3 separate regions of the Zea mays genome follow, and all the other regions are linked to region 3. A link is a contact called in public Hi-C data. All regions are on one chromosome and are shown on one strand. The core of a region is the stretch at or near the end of the contact, and the rest is flanking DNA. Distances in the headings are between cores, read along the strand shown. Region 1 holds the start of LOC542009 (OCL4 protein). Region 2 holds the start of LOC100276847 (NADH dehydrogenase [ubiquinone] 1 beta subcomplex subunit 10-A). Region 3 holds the start of LOC100282938.

Region 1 (4,645 bases), core at 2,018-4,517, 350 kb before region 3:
CATGACCTATGATTTTGGACAAACAAGCTAGCTAGCTTTTTTAACTACAGTGTACAGCTATCCAGCAGCAAACATGTATATATAGCAAACATTATATACGCTTGCTGTAACAGGTAGTAGAGCATACCTCCCAGGTCGGCGATGTTGCGGGCGAGCTCACTGGCAAGGCGCTCGCATTGGCGCTGGAGCAGGGATACCCAGCGCGTGGCGCCGAAGGCAGAGCCGCTGGCGACGTAGTCCTTGAACACCTGGTGCAGTGGCTTCTCCTCTCCAACAATCTCCGTGTGCTCCACCCACACCACCTGCATGCAGATAAATAACGTGTCAACCCCAGTGACCAGTGCTGGCTGAGTAGGCATCACCAAAGAACCCTATGCTCACGCACAAATAAAACAGCACAAGTGAATTGAAAAGCTCACGCTAGAGTAGCCATTGGGCATGTCCTGGATGATGCAACCGGAGGGGCGCCTACAGCACCTTACAACAGATGGGGTTTGCAGTGCCTCCAGCTGGAACCCCTCGGCCGGGAAGTCGACGAGGGACCAGGTCCCCTCGTCGCCGTTGTGCACGCAGTACCTGAAGAACACCACCTCTCGCGCAGGCACCAAAGGAGACGGGAACTGCAACTCCGCTTGCATCTGTTCATTCGTTCATTTGCAAAACAGATCGATCAATCTTCTCAGTTTGATGTAACTTTCAGATTGAAAATAAACAAGAGATGATCTAGCTAGTTACCAAGAGGAGAGATCCACTGCCCATATGACCAGATGCAGCTCCATGGTTTATGATCTGAATGGTTCTTGCCTTGGATACGATCGAAGGGAACAGCTCCATCCACTTGTTCTGCCAAATCAGAAGTTATAGTAGTTAGGAAAAAAGTTTATTCCTTTGAATCAGCACAACAAAATCAGTAGGTTTTGCCAAATCTATACTCCCGTGTTATTCTTCTTCCATCAGCTCGGGTATTAAAAGGGAACAGGGAACTCACAGCGTCCAGGAAGGCATCCACCAGCGTGATGCTGTTCATGATAACCACGGTGCCGTCCCTTGATCCCTCGGTCCTGGCCGCGGCGCCGCCAGGGGAGGCACTGCTATCCTGCTGGCCGCCGTTGACAGGCCAGCTGAACATCCGGGCGTGCTCGTCGGCTACCATGACCTCGGAGCTCGCGCCACGGCGCCGCAGCCAGAGCGACTCGCCCGCGCGGCACATCTTGGCGAGGGTGTCTGCGGCCGCGGCGGCGAGGTCGAGCACCAGCTGCCTGTCCTGCTCCTGGACAGGCGCCATGGCGCCCATGAACGACGGCGTGGAGGCGTGGTGCTCGGCGCCCCCGGTGATCTGCTGCGACGGCGGCCCGAGGACGGACTGGATGAGGTCGCCGCAACCCATGACTGGGGACTGGTCGGTGAAATGGCGAGAGTAGACATTCATGTCGAGGTCGAGCGGCGGCATGAGCACCGGCGGCGGCGCCGATAAGCAGACCAGCGCGGACGACGACATGCTCGGCTGTCGGCCGCCGCCGTACCGGGTCGCGATGCACGCCAAGCGGTCGAGCTGGATGGATGAAGAGTGTTAGCCCAGGATTCTTTCATGCAGTGCAGTGTGGCGCTTAGGGTTTAAGCAGCGAGCTAAGTAGGTAGGGACTAGGGAGGGAGCGGCCGAGGCGGCACCAACCTCGTCCTTGAGCCTAGCGTTTTCGATGCGGAGCTGCTGCTCCTCGTACGACATCTCGCCGAGGACGGCGGCGTGGCCGCAGTTGGGGCAGACTACGTTGCGGATGGCGGCCTGCAGACGGTAGTTGTCGCTCTTGAGGCTCTCGTTCTCGGCGCGGAGGAGGACGTTGTCGGCGCGGTCCTGCTGCGCCTTCATCTGGGTGCGCCGGTTCTGGAACCAGAACTTGACCTGGCGGGGTTTGAGCCCCAGCTCCTGGCTCAGCTTCAGCCGCTGCTTGTCGTCCGGGTGCGGGCACTCCTTGAACAGCCTGTGCGTATGTCGTCCGTGCAATGCCGGCCATTGCCATTGCCATGCATGCATCCGTAAGAGATTATAATATATCGGAGAAGAAGATTATTATTATATATGAAAAGGCAAGCGTATATATGTGTGTGTCTTACGCTTCCATCTGCTGGATCTGGTGTGCCGTGTGGCGGTGGTACCGTTTCTTCTTGCCGTTGGCGGTGGCCAGCTGCTGCTGCTGTCCGGCGGCATCCGCCGTCGTCTGGAGCTCGAGGCCGCTGTGCTGCGGCTTCTGCTCCGGCCGGTCGTCGTCCACGTCGGCGAAGCTGAGCAGGCCGTCCAGGTGGCCGCTCCCGGAGCCGCCGCTGAGCTCCATCTCCATCTCCAGCTGATCCATGTCCTCGTCCTTGGCCACCTGGAGCGCACCCATGATGCCGCCCTCCTCCTTCTGCATATATACACAGGCACACGGGCGGGCCATACCATTTGAGACTCAAAACCCCGCGCTACAAAAGCTAGCGTTAAGGCGACGGAGTGCTCTACTTACTGGTACGAGGGAGGCGGCGGTGGTGGAGAAATGGTGGAATGGCATGGCGGCGGCGGCGGAGGAGGAGGACATGAACCCGGCGAGGGCGCCTGGGTTGGGGATGAAGAGCGTGTCCGCCGACGAGGAGGCCCCGGCCACCGCGGCCATCGAGGATAGGACCTGGCAGTCCCCAAACATACTTCTTCCTCCCTTCCTCGACCGGCCGGCGCGGCAGATCAACCGAGAGGAAAAAAATAAATGGAAGAACCCCTTCTCTCTTACTCCCGTCCCTGGCTGGCTCGCCTGATGACTGTGTTCCTCCGAATAGAAGCAAGCGGTTAAAATCCACGGCGAAGCATGGCAGGGCGAGTACAGGATGAGAGGAAGAGGATTTAGCGAGAGGTGTAGGAAAGGGAAAAGTTTGGAGGAAGCGGAGAGAATCGGAGAGGAGGAGGGGAGCGATGGAAGTGAAAGGGCGAGAAATGGGGGCGAGACAAGGGCGGGGGGAGTAAATACCCTGTCGGTTGTTCTGTGCCTCGGCGTACCCCGTGCTGGCCTGCTTCCTCCCTCTCCCTCGATTCGTCGGCCTTGCTTTGCTTGTTTGTTTAGTAGAGTACTCTACTAAACTCGGCTCCTCACCTACGCGCTGGACGCGGCGCAAGGTTGAAGACGGAGAAGAGGTCGGCCGCCTTCTCCTTCTCCTTCTCCTCCGTTTGCCCTGTGCTCTCGTCTTCCTCACAGCAGCAGCAGCAGCGACGGACACGGCCAGCCGGCGCTGTTACTTGTTGTCCACTGTGTCTGTGTGATGTGACGCCTCCGCTTTGACTTGTTATTCTGGCTTTCCTTCCGCGTGACTCGACCTGCGGCTGCGACGCGCTCGGCTGACTTCACGGACCCACGCGCGCTGGACCGTCACGGAGCCCACGTGGCAGCGACGGTGCTCTTCCCCTCCAGCGCGTGGACGCCCTGCGCTGCGCAGCCAGGAGACGCGCGCGGGGCCCGCGTGTCATACTCACGCACCCGTAGAGGCTGCGCAGAGCCGGAAAAGCCCAGAACGTATCGTGGGCGGGCGGTACAAATAAATGCGGTAATTAGGGGGCCAGATTACAGCGCGCGCGGGGGTGAAGGTGAACGACAGGCGGTAGTAAATGCATGCGTTGCGCGCAATAACTGCGCGGCACAGTAACGGGCGGGCCTGCGCCAGTGAAACCCGGGCGCGAGCACCGCCGCGTGCCCGTCACCGGCGACCGGCTCCGATCCCCCGCGCCGTTTCGCTTGCGTTGCGTTTGTGTCGCTGTCGCGTGCTTGACCAGAGTCTGACGAAGGCGTCAACAGAAGTCAACAGCTCACTCCGGCCTGTCGTCTGCCGGTCTTCTCCGATCCCTGCCTGAGGCATGCGCGCCTTCCTTTCATTCCCGCCGTGGCGCCATCCTAGGATGGGCCCGTCCGTCCGATCTGGCCGGCGCGCGATATCGGGCCCGCCGCGTGGCGAAACCGCGTTACAGCAAGGCGGCGGACATGCATGTGAGATGATGAGAGTGGTCTGCGCCAGGCTAGCTGTGGTGCAACGCTAGGCCTGTCCGTGCCCGGCCCCCGCCGGCCCGCCCCACCCGGCCCCGGAACCGGACCCGGCACCGAGTAGTACGAGTACGCATCGTCCATGCCGTGCGTGCATGCATGTGTTGCGTGCCACCAGAGGAGGAAACGAAGGCGGGAGCGTGCCTCGTGCGTACGTGTGCCACGCAGATTTTGCACAGTAATTGCACCAGGGGAGGACGAGGGTGCCGTACTGCTGCTGCCTAGCCTAGTAGCCTAGTCGGCTGCTAAGCAACCAATGCACGAGATCACACCAAATCTTCTCTTCTATTCCCTGCTTTCACTACGCACCAACCGAGATCACCGCTGATATCGACCAGTATTGCATGCCTTTTTCAAAAAGTGTATACTAGCAGCTCAAGAGTGCTAAGAAGGTAGTATTTGGTTTTGTAGCCTCAATTTATTCTATTTTAGTATCTAAATTGTCAAATACGAAAAACGAATTTTTTATAGACTAAAATAGATGGACTAAAAATTAGTCCCTAAAAACCAAACAAGCCCTAAAATCCATACTTTTCACACTTGTAAGAGCATCTCCAACAATGCCTCAAACTGGTGCCTCAAATTGA
Region 2 (4,497 bases), core at 170-2,669, 490 kb after region 3:
GTACCCAGTGCCGTAGGCTTCCCGCACTGTGTAGGGCCTAGGAAAAGGTATCTTTAAGTACCAAGCCTTACCCGCATAACATGCAGAGGCTGGGGCCCGAATCCGGGACCTTCCGGTTACAGACGGTAGGCTAAGAGTAAGTAATTAAGATCACTAAATAATACAGTTTAATATGAGGCATGGGACAGTGCCATACAAAAAGACAGCTCAGAAAAAGAACATATCTATGTTCTAACATTTTTATGTTAAGATATGAATTTTAATTTGCAAGCTTTTCAACTTACAACCGAATTAAAGGTATTCTAATACCAGTGATCATAAGAACTAAAGACAACATAACTTTGTTCAATAATTATCGATGTATTTGCTGTCTCCAACTAAAGTGGCAATCATGCATATCTGTTCAGAAAGAAAAGGATGGATCATGAATGTAAGAAAAACTAGGCAGGTTGAGTTTGTAGAAGATAGGAAAGGCACAAGTCATAAACAATACCATGACATTGAAGTCACAATCACTTGAAAAATCCTTACATGTGTCTGAAATTGAATTAGCAGGAAGCAACCAGATTGATTTGAAACATGAACAAATCATCCTTGATGCTACAGCCTTCACTACCATCATGGAGTCATGGACCAGGCTTCTTGCAAGCACAAGCATGTACACCCTAGAAGTTCCTTGTTTTCTTGGATGCTTGCCCCAACTCTGAGAGCTTCCCGTTTTGCTTGGGCAGGTAAGCACCTGATAAACACATGCCCCCCAATGGGGTACAAATAAAATCGGTCGCAATCGTATAAGGAATGTACACAGCTCATTCATCAGGAACAGAAGCATTAAACTCAGGCCATATAGACAGATTTAAAAAAAACTGATCAGAAAACCATCTGTTGCTATTTTTGTGTTCCCCTTCTTACCAGGCCTGGAGACGAGGTTGATGCGGGACCGCGGTGCGGCGAACATCCAGTTGTCTTCGTCGAGAGACCTCACCTCCCTCTGCAGCGCCTCCATCACCTCAGACTTGAGTTCTGCAAGGCCAACCAATCGGTCAGTCACTCTGACTCTCTGAGGCATTCACCTGGCACCGCTTGCAAAAGGGAGAGAGAGATAGAGGGGCGTATCACCAGCCAGGGCCTCGTCCTTGCGGTAGAGCGCGTCGATGGAATCAGCGACGTCTTCGGCGGCCGAGATGGTCGACCTCGCCGGCGAGCTCATCGCGCCGGCTCTTCTCGGATCTGCCCTCTCCACGTGGCTGAACTGGCGTTTCCGCCTGCAGAGTGCAGACTTCGGGAAACAGTGAGTCGGCGACAGAAGCTTGTCTCTTGGCCCACCTACGCTTCATTCTGTTGGGCCGACTAACAGCCCACAGGCCTGGTTCGCATAATTAACTCATCGACCCATCAGCTCCGTCTCCCATCCGACCGAGCGGACCACACCAATCCCACACCCCCACCCCCACCCCCACCCAATCGGAAGACCGTGCGGCCGCCGGCCGCGATCGGAGAAGATGGTGCGCAAGGCAAAGGTTGAGTTCGATGAGCAGCCACCGGATAACTTCGACCCGAAGAACCCATATGCGGACCCGGTGGCTATGCTGGAGTACCGGGAACACCTGGTGCGGGAGAAGTGGATCCAGATCGAGACCGCCAAGATCATCCGGGAGCGCCTCCGCTGGTGCTACCGCATCGAGGGGATCAACCACCACCAGAAGTGCCGCCACCTCGTGGACCAGTACCTAGAGGCTACACGCGGCGTGGGTTGGGGCAAAGATGCCCGACCGCCCGAGTTACACGGTCCGAATCCCTTCATGCCTCGTCTTACCCTTTGATCGGCATGATCGATAGGTCTATATGGCTGCTTCTTCTCTGGTTCGCAGAGCCCAAGAAGATCATCGAGGCGGAGTAGCTGCTGCCTCGGCTTCTCGTGCTGCTGTTCCTGGATTGGAGGGGTGAGGCCTGCTGAAACTAAGCACATTCTTTCCTTTCTATGTATGTTGTGTGGTAATCAGTCTGAGTGGTGGAAACCGAAATGCATTAGAACAACTCCAATCATGAGTTCTATAATTGGGCCTTATATTTTGATTTAGCTACTGCTACTCAAGTCAATTTGTTTAGGCCCAAATTGAAGGATAGACTCCAAACAGTGAGCCTTAAACCGTGTGTAGGTTGCAACTGCTGCAGGATTTCGGTCATTTGACGCCATCCGTCGCCCGTCGTCGCTACTCCCATGCCCGGCTTGTTCTTTTCCTTTTCCTGTCCTGAACTAGCCTCAATATACTGGAGACCAAGAGCCGACAGGGAATGTCTGGATCGTGCAGGAACCTTGAGAGAGATGGCTGATGCTGCAGACCTAGACGACCGATGATGCATTATGACCTACCACATTGCTCTCCTCATCGGAGTGTGCTTGCAACTGTATTACTGATTTGATGCAGGTTACTATTGTTGTAACATTGGCTGCATCCTTTGCGATCTCCTTTTTCCCCCCTCATCACATATGTGTACAGTGGCCTGTTCAATGCTTCATAGAAGCATATAGGCTGATGTCTTTTTCATCACTGTGCAACTTGCCACCAATATTCCATCTCTGTCGAGTCCAACACAGATAGAATTGTACTGTCTTTTTTCAAAGAGGTGCAGAGATCAGGCACACCAAAGCAGCAGCAGCATCCTATTGAAGACCAGGATTTTGAAGAATCTATAACTAATCAAGAAGCAGACCATTATGATTGTTGGTACGAGAGCAGGAGATCAGGTGGCACGACAAAAAGTAGGCTGAGAGCGCAAATGTATTGTTAAGTAACCAGGTGACATTGTGCTGCATAACAAATGAATGAAGTCAAATGAACTGAATAATTGTATATGAAGTCCAATGAACTGAATAATTGTATGAGCTAAACAATTGCATAACAAATGAATTGCTCACAGATTCAGAGTTTCAGAATATTAAGCACTAGGCTTTAACCAATGATAGAATTATGCTCAGCATGGGCTTTAACCAATTCACATTGCAAACCTACTCAGTGAACAGCAGAGTTTCAGTTTTTGCAAACCTATTGAATTGCAAACATATAAAATACTTTGTATAGATTTTTAGGGAAGTGATGTTCCATAGATTTTTATCTTGGTAGTGCAATATGAAAGCAGTTCTACTACTGCTATTTTCCTTACTAGTATTGCAAACATCGTACATGTGTGAGAGGGAATTTTATGACAGTGGAGAATACATGTTTTTGTCTTCATGTTTCTAGGGAGGTATCAGCTACCATGTCTTGGACCCGAGACCGAGACTCATCCAGTTCAAGGAGCTCCCGCGCTCACCAGTGTAGGATCCCCTGGCCTGGCAGCCCCTGGCTTTCCCTCTCTGAATGATGCCACGTAGCAGATCAGGAAAGGAGCAAGAAGACGGACCAGAGGAGGCGGAGGGATGGAGAGGGATCGGGGCCTTCGACGGCACATATGGGAACGAGTACGAGATGGGAACGGGACTGTCGAGTGGTGGCGGATCGGGAGCAGATGTTGGCGGCGGAGAAGAAGCCTGAAATATTCGTGGAGGTTGAGAAGAGCGCAAACGGTATAGGGCCACGCTTCTCTGTGTCTCAAATATCCTACCCTTCAAGTTGGGCCCCAAAACGTTTAGACAAATTTTATTGAAATGGGGCTCCTGTTGGAGCTCTCCTTTTTTGTTTAGGCCCTATATTTTAATTTGTTTCTATGTTTAAGGCTCCTATTGGAGTTGCTTTACAAAGCCATTTGTGATGCTGGTAATTCATTGCAATCACTTTGGGGCCAGTAGTCACTTGGGAGGGGTTAACCGGAAGTAGAGAATAGAATATAATAGATTGAATGCTAAACTGGCAACGATTTCCATTTAAGTATTTGGAAGGATTTTCTCTTGTTGGGCATGAATCCTCATGTCCTCCAGCAAATGGTTTGTGCTGTCGTCATATTACATGACTTGAATTATGAACTGGATACATGTGAAGGTGGCAGCAGTGTTGTTACGGGCTTACGGCCATCTCTAGCAGTCTCCATATCCCACCCTCTATCCTACTACCTATTTCAAACTCCACTCTATAAACAGAGCTGTCTACAGTGTAAAACAGTGTTTTGCACGTTTATATACACACTTTGTTGGAGATAGCCTTGCATGCCTGGGCCCAAGTTACATATCACACACCTATCAGTTAAAAATATATTTTTTGGTTGTACCTATTAATAGTGGCAGCTGTTGCGAAAGGGCCTCTAGCGTAATGGTTAAGGCTTTCGACTAACACCTTCAGGTTCCGGGTTCGATCCTCCTCGAGGACGAATTTTGGGTTTGGTTAAAAAAATCCCCTCGTTGTGCCCCGCCCACTTTCGAGGATCGATATCCTACGCGCCATCCTTCGGCTAGGCCGTTGCAGAGTGGACAGTTGATTGATCTGTTAGTGATAGGGGACCAGAGTTCGGGGGTTTTCTCGGTCGGGACCATGTTTTGGTCTTTTCTTAATATAATACCGG
Region 3 (4,556 bases), core at 1,701-4,200:
ACACTATTAAATGGGTCGTGCCTCAGGCCACCCCATCATACATGGCCCATTTGGTCATCTATACCTCCACACGTAATGATGGTCCTCGCTTCAATTGCCGCCACCTTGTTTGTCATCCTGCTTCTTTTCTCTCTCCCCTTATGCCTCCATTTCCGCGCCACCCCATTCTCGGTAGAGGGCGTGGGAGCATGCGCATCCTTCCTGTATTCGTCTAACACCAGCCCCAACACCGACCCGCGCAGTGGCTATTGCACATCCACGAGGACATTTCACAGTATGAGTGCACCATCGTTTTCGCCATCGTCGGACATCCTGTTTGTCTTCCCGGCCTTTGCCCTGTTCTTCCTCCCCAACCTACTACCCTCGCCCACGGTCACAGCCGCGAGTCGACCGATGCTCTTCGACGCGGGTACGGGGCGAGTTAGTCTTGCTCCTGGCCTTTCTTCGTGCGTGCCGCTGAGGACACGGTGGCGCCTGCCACGCTTAGGTTATCTTGGCGATGAGGAGTCCAGGTCTGAGATATTGGACAACTACGGCCCGTAGCGCGGCTGTAGTCGGCATGTGCTATAGAGTTGGTGGTGGTGTTGTGTCGCCTCGGCGGGTCCAGGGCTGGGAAGGCACTCACATTCTCTCGCCCTTCTCGGTTTGGAGCTACTCTAGCTGGGCTTCTTTCTTCACTTGCATGCTCTCTCCCTATATGTATCTAGTGGTATACTACCTATGTCGCCTCTAGATGTTCAGGTCTTCGTCGTGTCCTTCTCCAGCAACGAACAGGTATGCCCGCCTCTTCCCTTCCCTTCCTGCTCTACGAAACCTTGGAAGTGGGGAAGCGAGGGATGGAGGTCACTGATTTGCTGCATATGGTGCCTATTCGATGGCTCGGCATCACATGTCTACATGGCCTTTTCCTTACCACGGTGTAGACTCGGTATGCGTCTACCACTTCTATGTACCTTTCACCCATCCTTCCGTCACTGCAAAAATTATTGTGTTGTTCCTCTATTGTTTTGGGTGTTAGTTTTTTGTTGTGCTAAGGACTAAATATAATTTTGGTGTGTTAATACTTTATTTATTGTCTGCACATGGTTTGTGTTATTCTAATGATGGCTCATGGATCCTGCAAAATGTGTAGGATTTGGTGATCCATGCAGTCACTACCACAGGATGCTCGTCTCTTGTTTTCTTGGCTCTTGCAAGCATTAGGTCGTTTCTGAGACCATATTGGCGCAATGGACTCCATGGTGTTTGAGGTTGCTGAATTGGATGGGGCAACAATGATTTGTCATACTAACAGTAAAAGGAAATGTTATTTGTTGGTTTTAAACGTTGGTAATTGCTACGAAGTACAATAATTTGTATGGAGCGCATCCAGTTTAGCAACTACTCCATATTTTGATCTATTTTTTTATAAGTTTGAGTTCATGTGACTTATTTTAGAAACTTGAACTCACAAACTTCCTCTTATTTGGTCTCTGTATGGTGGAATTATGTCATTCTATAATCTCTATTCGTTCATTCAGTCGTTGTGAACTCTCTTCTAATCGCTCACTTCATTGGTCGTGTTGTACCAAGACATATTGGATGGAGTAAACAACAACATCAGTTAGTCAAATCAAAAAAATATTATGCAAAGAGCGGAGACAATCAATAAAAAATCTTGAGATCTTTTGGTGGATAGTTTATGCGGGTATTGTTGTGAGATGTCGCAACGCACGGGCAACCGACTAGTTTTCGTTAATGTTGGGGTCATCGTCTGTGTGGACGCGCTTGTGTGTGGACTTTTTCAAGGTAATGCTTGGTTAGCGTAAGGGTGGACACTGACTTCTTAGAGTATCTCCAAGAGATTAGCCAGATGGCTCGTCAATCAAAATTTTGACTACTCAACAGAAAAAAATCTCCATAAACTAGCTATCAACTCGTCAAGCTATGACTCTCTAAATTTGCCCCCTCACTAGCCATACATGGCTTGCCACCCTGACTAGCCATACTATATACATAGCCTGTTGAAGTGAGATGCTACATATAGAGTGAAATATTTATGGAAAGGTAAATAGAGACAAAAATAGAGAGCCAAAAATGAAGAGTCCCTTGGAGATGCTCTTAGGCTGGTTTAGGGCATGGTTGGATCCCAAGAGCTAAAACAAAAGTGACTAATCTTTAGTTACTTCAGGGCTAAAGATACAAACAATAAGAGCTAAAAGCGACTAAAATGACACTTTTACTATTCTAGTCTAGATGTTTAGATCTTTAGCCCTAGGGTGACTAAACTTTAGTCACTTTTATTTTAGTTCCTGTAATCCAAACATTTCTTAGAGGTGAATTTAAGGAAATAGAAGAAGAATAAATCTATTCTAGTAAAAATTAAAATAGAGAAGGATTTAATCCCCTTCGATCCTTTGTAGGTTGTCTTTAGTTGATATATATATAATAAAATAAAATTGTTATAAGCTTTAAGATATAAAATAATAGTTTTGACGTATAGATTATAAGAAATTTAAAATACGTTTGATTAACCAACCGTGGTTTTGAAAAACTTTCAATTAAATCCGTATATGTCAACTGTGTTTCTCATCATTTAAATGTCTTTCGTATTGACAAACCGACCTCATTCGTCAGTCACTCCCTTTCTCCTCGTGCTGCCTCTCGTACAGGCCACGCTGCCACCACATCGAGGCCGACTGCACTACCACAAGGGCAGTTAATAGGCCCGTGTGCAGCAAATGGCCGTAGCTTCATTATCCCCTCAAGATCCATGGGACACTTTGAGAAAGCCCATGGGGACTCCGTCACCCTGGCCCAAGACCGCATGTGATTCCAAGACGAGGCAATATCCCAACAAACGTACGTAGCGCAGCGCGCCAGCGCCTCTTCTTCACTTGTTGGCTTGGGGGTGGGTGGGGGGGGGGGCGGGCCTGAGTTACTTTACCTCCCTTGAGCGACCACTCTTCCCAAGTTCCCATCCCAGTCCGTCAGTCAAGCGAGCGAAATCGAATGGCTCCCCTCTTCGCCGCGGCGTCCCACGCGTCCCTCCTCCCCCTCTCCTCCCTCGACCGCCCCGCCGCCGGCCACCTAGTCCGTGGCACCCTCAGGCCCCACACCTCGAGCCTCCGCCTGCGCCGCCCCCCGGGGGCAACCGGGCGCGGCCGCGGGCGTGGCCGAGGGGGCATCCCAGACGAGTGGGGCGAGCGCTCGCCGCCGGACAACCCCGAGCCCCCCGCGCAGCCCGATCCTCCCATCGACGAAGACGAGTGGGGCCGCGACGACTCTGCCGAGGGCAACTCACGCCCTATCGTCGTCGACGAGTGGGGCGAGCCCGGGGTGCCTGAGCCCGAGCCGCCCTCCGCCGCGGACCCGCCTAGCCCCTCCGCAGACGACGACTGGGGAAAGGAGCCGGAGGCGCCGGCGCCGGCCCCTGCTCCGGCGGCGGAGGAGGACGAGCAGGAGGTGAAGAGGGAGGAGCTCAAGCGGTGCCTGGTGGACACGGTGTACGGCTCCGACCTCGGCTTCCGGGCGTCCACGGAGGTCAGAGGTGAGGTCGTCGAGCTAGTCACCCAGCTCGAGGCGGTTAACCCTACTACTGCTCCCGTCGAGTCGCCGGATCTCCTCGACGGCAACTGGATCCTCATGTGAGTTCTTGCTACGCCCAAACATGTGACTCGATCTTTTGTTTGTTCCTAGTCGGTTGGTCCATCGATAGATGATTCAGCAGTGTTATTAAAACTATGTTTAAACGATGTTTAAACTACGTTTAAACGATGGTTAAACTATGTTTAAACGTCAAAACTTTAATTAGAGGTTGAAACCACGTTTTAGCGTTTTGGCGTTCTAAACTGTAAATCGCAGTGTTTTATGCATTTTAGACCATTAGCTACTTTTTGGGTCCAGTCTATTAGTTACTTTTGAGATTCAATCCAGCTCATGGGTGAAGTTTTGGTAAGCCACTAGCCGCTCTATTTTGGTATTTAACTTCATATTATTGTCTGAAATTATGATGTATTGGTATTTTTCCTGTGTTGTTTAGTCAAAATTTCACCCATGAGCGTTCCAACGTTTTACCGTTTTAATAACCTTGTGATTCAGTGCTGATGAGCTGTGTTGCTACTGCTGATAAACACCCGTGTGGCCATAGCCATACCATTCAAATCATTGAGAGGTGCGCTGAAACCTGTAATGATTGGGTATGGTGCGATCCATTTGCTCCGAACGCATCTGCATTCCTCCGTATTCAGAACTGGACAGCTTATTTAGTCATGCAACTTGTGCAATCTCTGGCAATCAAAGACGTGACTCTAGGCCCCCCATAACAGGAAATGACGCTTCTGTAGGATGCAATAAACCTTTCCTCATGACCCCACTAGATTTTGTTTAGGGCAAGGAGCTGTTTGTTTCAGCTTATAGATTATATAATCTGGATTATAATCTAAATTATGGGCCTGTTTGTTTCAGCTTATAGATTATATAATCTGGATTATAATCTAAATTATATAATCCAGATTATAATCTAGATATATTATAATCTATATGTAGTTGTTTGGTAGTTTAGATTATACAAATGT

Evidence for each region. Hi-C and Micro-C count contacts between places; a contact is called where the count stands out from the background.
Region 1: a contact with region 3 is called in a Hi-C map of ear, with 6 times the contacts expected there. The contact joins the promoter of LOC542009 here to the promoter of LOC100282938 in region 3. A contact is called at or near these places in 9 of 25 Hi-C or Micro-C datasets (bundle sheath, ear, endosperm and 4 more) and 1 of 3 datasets of contacts at active chromatin or transcription factors (leaf).
Region 2: a Hi-C map of leaf shows a contact between it and region 3, with 6 times the contacts expected there. The contact joins the promoter of LOC100276847 here to the promoter of LOC100282938 in region 3. A contact is called at or near these places in 4 of 25 Hi-C or Micro-C datasets (ear, leaf, root tip and 1 more) and 1 of 3 datasets of contacts at active chromatin or transcription factors (leaf).

Annotation. Positions count from the first base shown.
Region 1 is chr1:102,374,320-102,378,964 of Zm-B73-REFERENCE-NAM-5.0, forward strand. LOC542009 (OCL4 protein) reads right to left here and starts at 3,268. Exons shown (of 11, transcript NM_001350876.1): 1 at 2,997-3,268; 2 at 2,502-2,790; 3 at 2,113-2,402; 4 at 1,673-1,979; 5 at 989-1,552; 6 at 736-843; 7 at 420-638; 8 at 128-302. The coding sequence starts at 2,678.
Region 2 is chr1:103,209,508-103,214,004 of Zm-B73-REFERENCE-NAM-5.0, forward strand. LOC100276847 (NADH dehydrogenase [ubiquinone] 1 beta subcomplex subunit 10-A) reads left to right here and starts at 1,420. Exons shown (of 2, transcript NM_001416002.1): 1 at 1,420-1,788; 2 at 3,246-3,504. The coding sequence starts at 1,503. The coding sequence ends at 3,376. It overlaps LOC100277622, which reads right to left and starts at 1,310. Exons shown (of 3, transcript NM_001151134.2): 1 at 1,120-1,310; 2 at 913-1,023; 3 at 405-739. The coding sequence starts at 1,210. The coding sequence ends at 666.
Region 3 is chr1:102,722,740-102,727,295 of Zm-B73-REFERENCE-NAM-5.0, forward strand. It overlaps LOC100282938, which reads left to right and starts at 2,951. Exons shown (of 3, transcript NM_001155843.3): 1 at 2,951-3,626. The coding sequence starts at 2,992.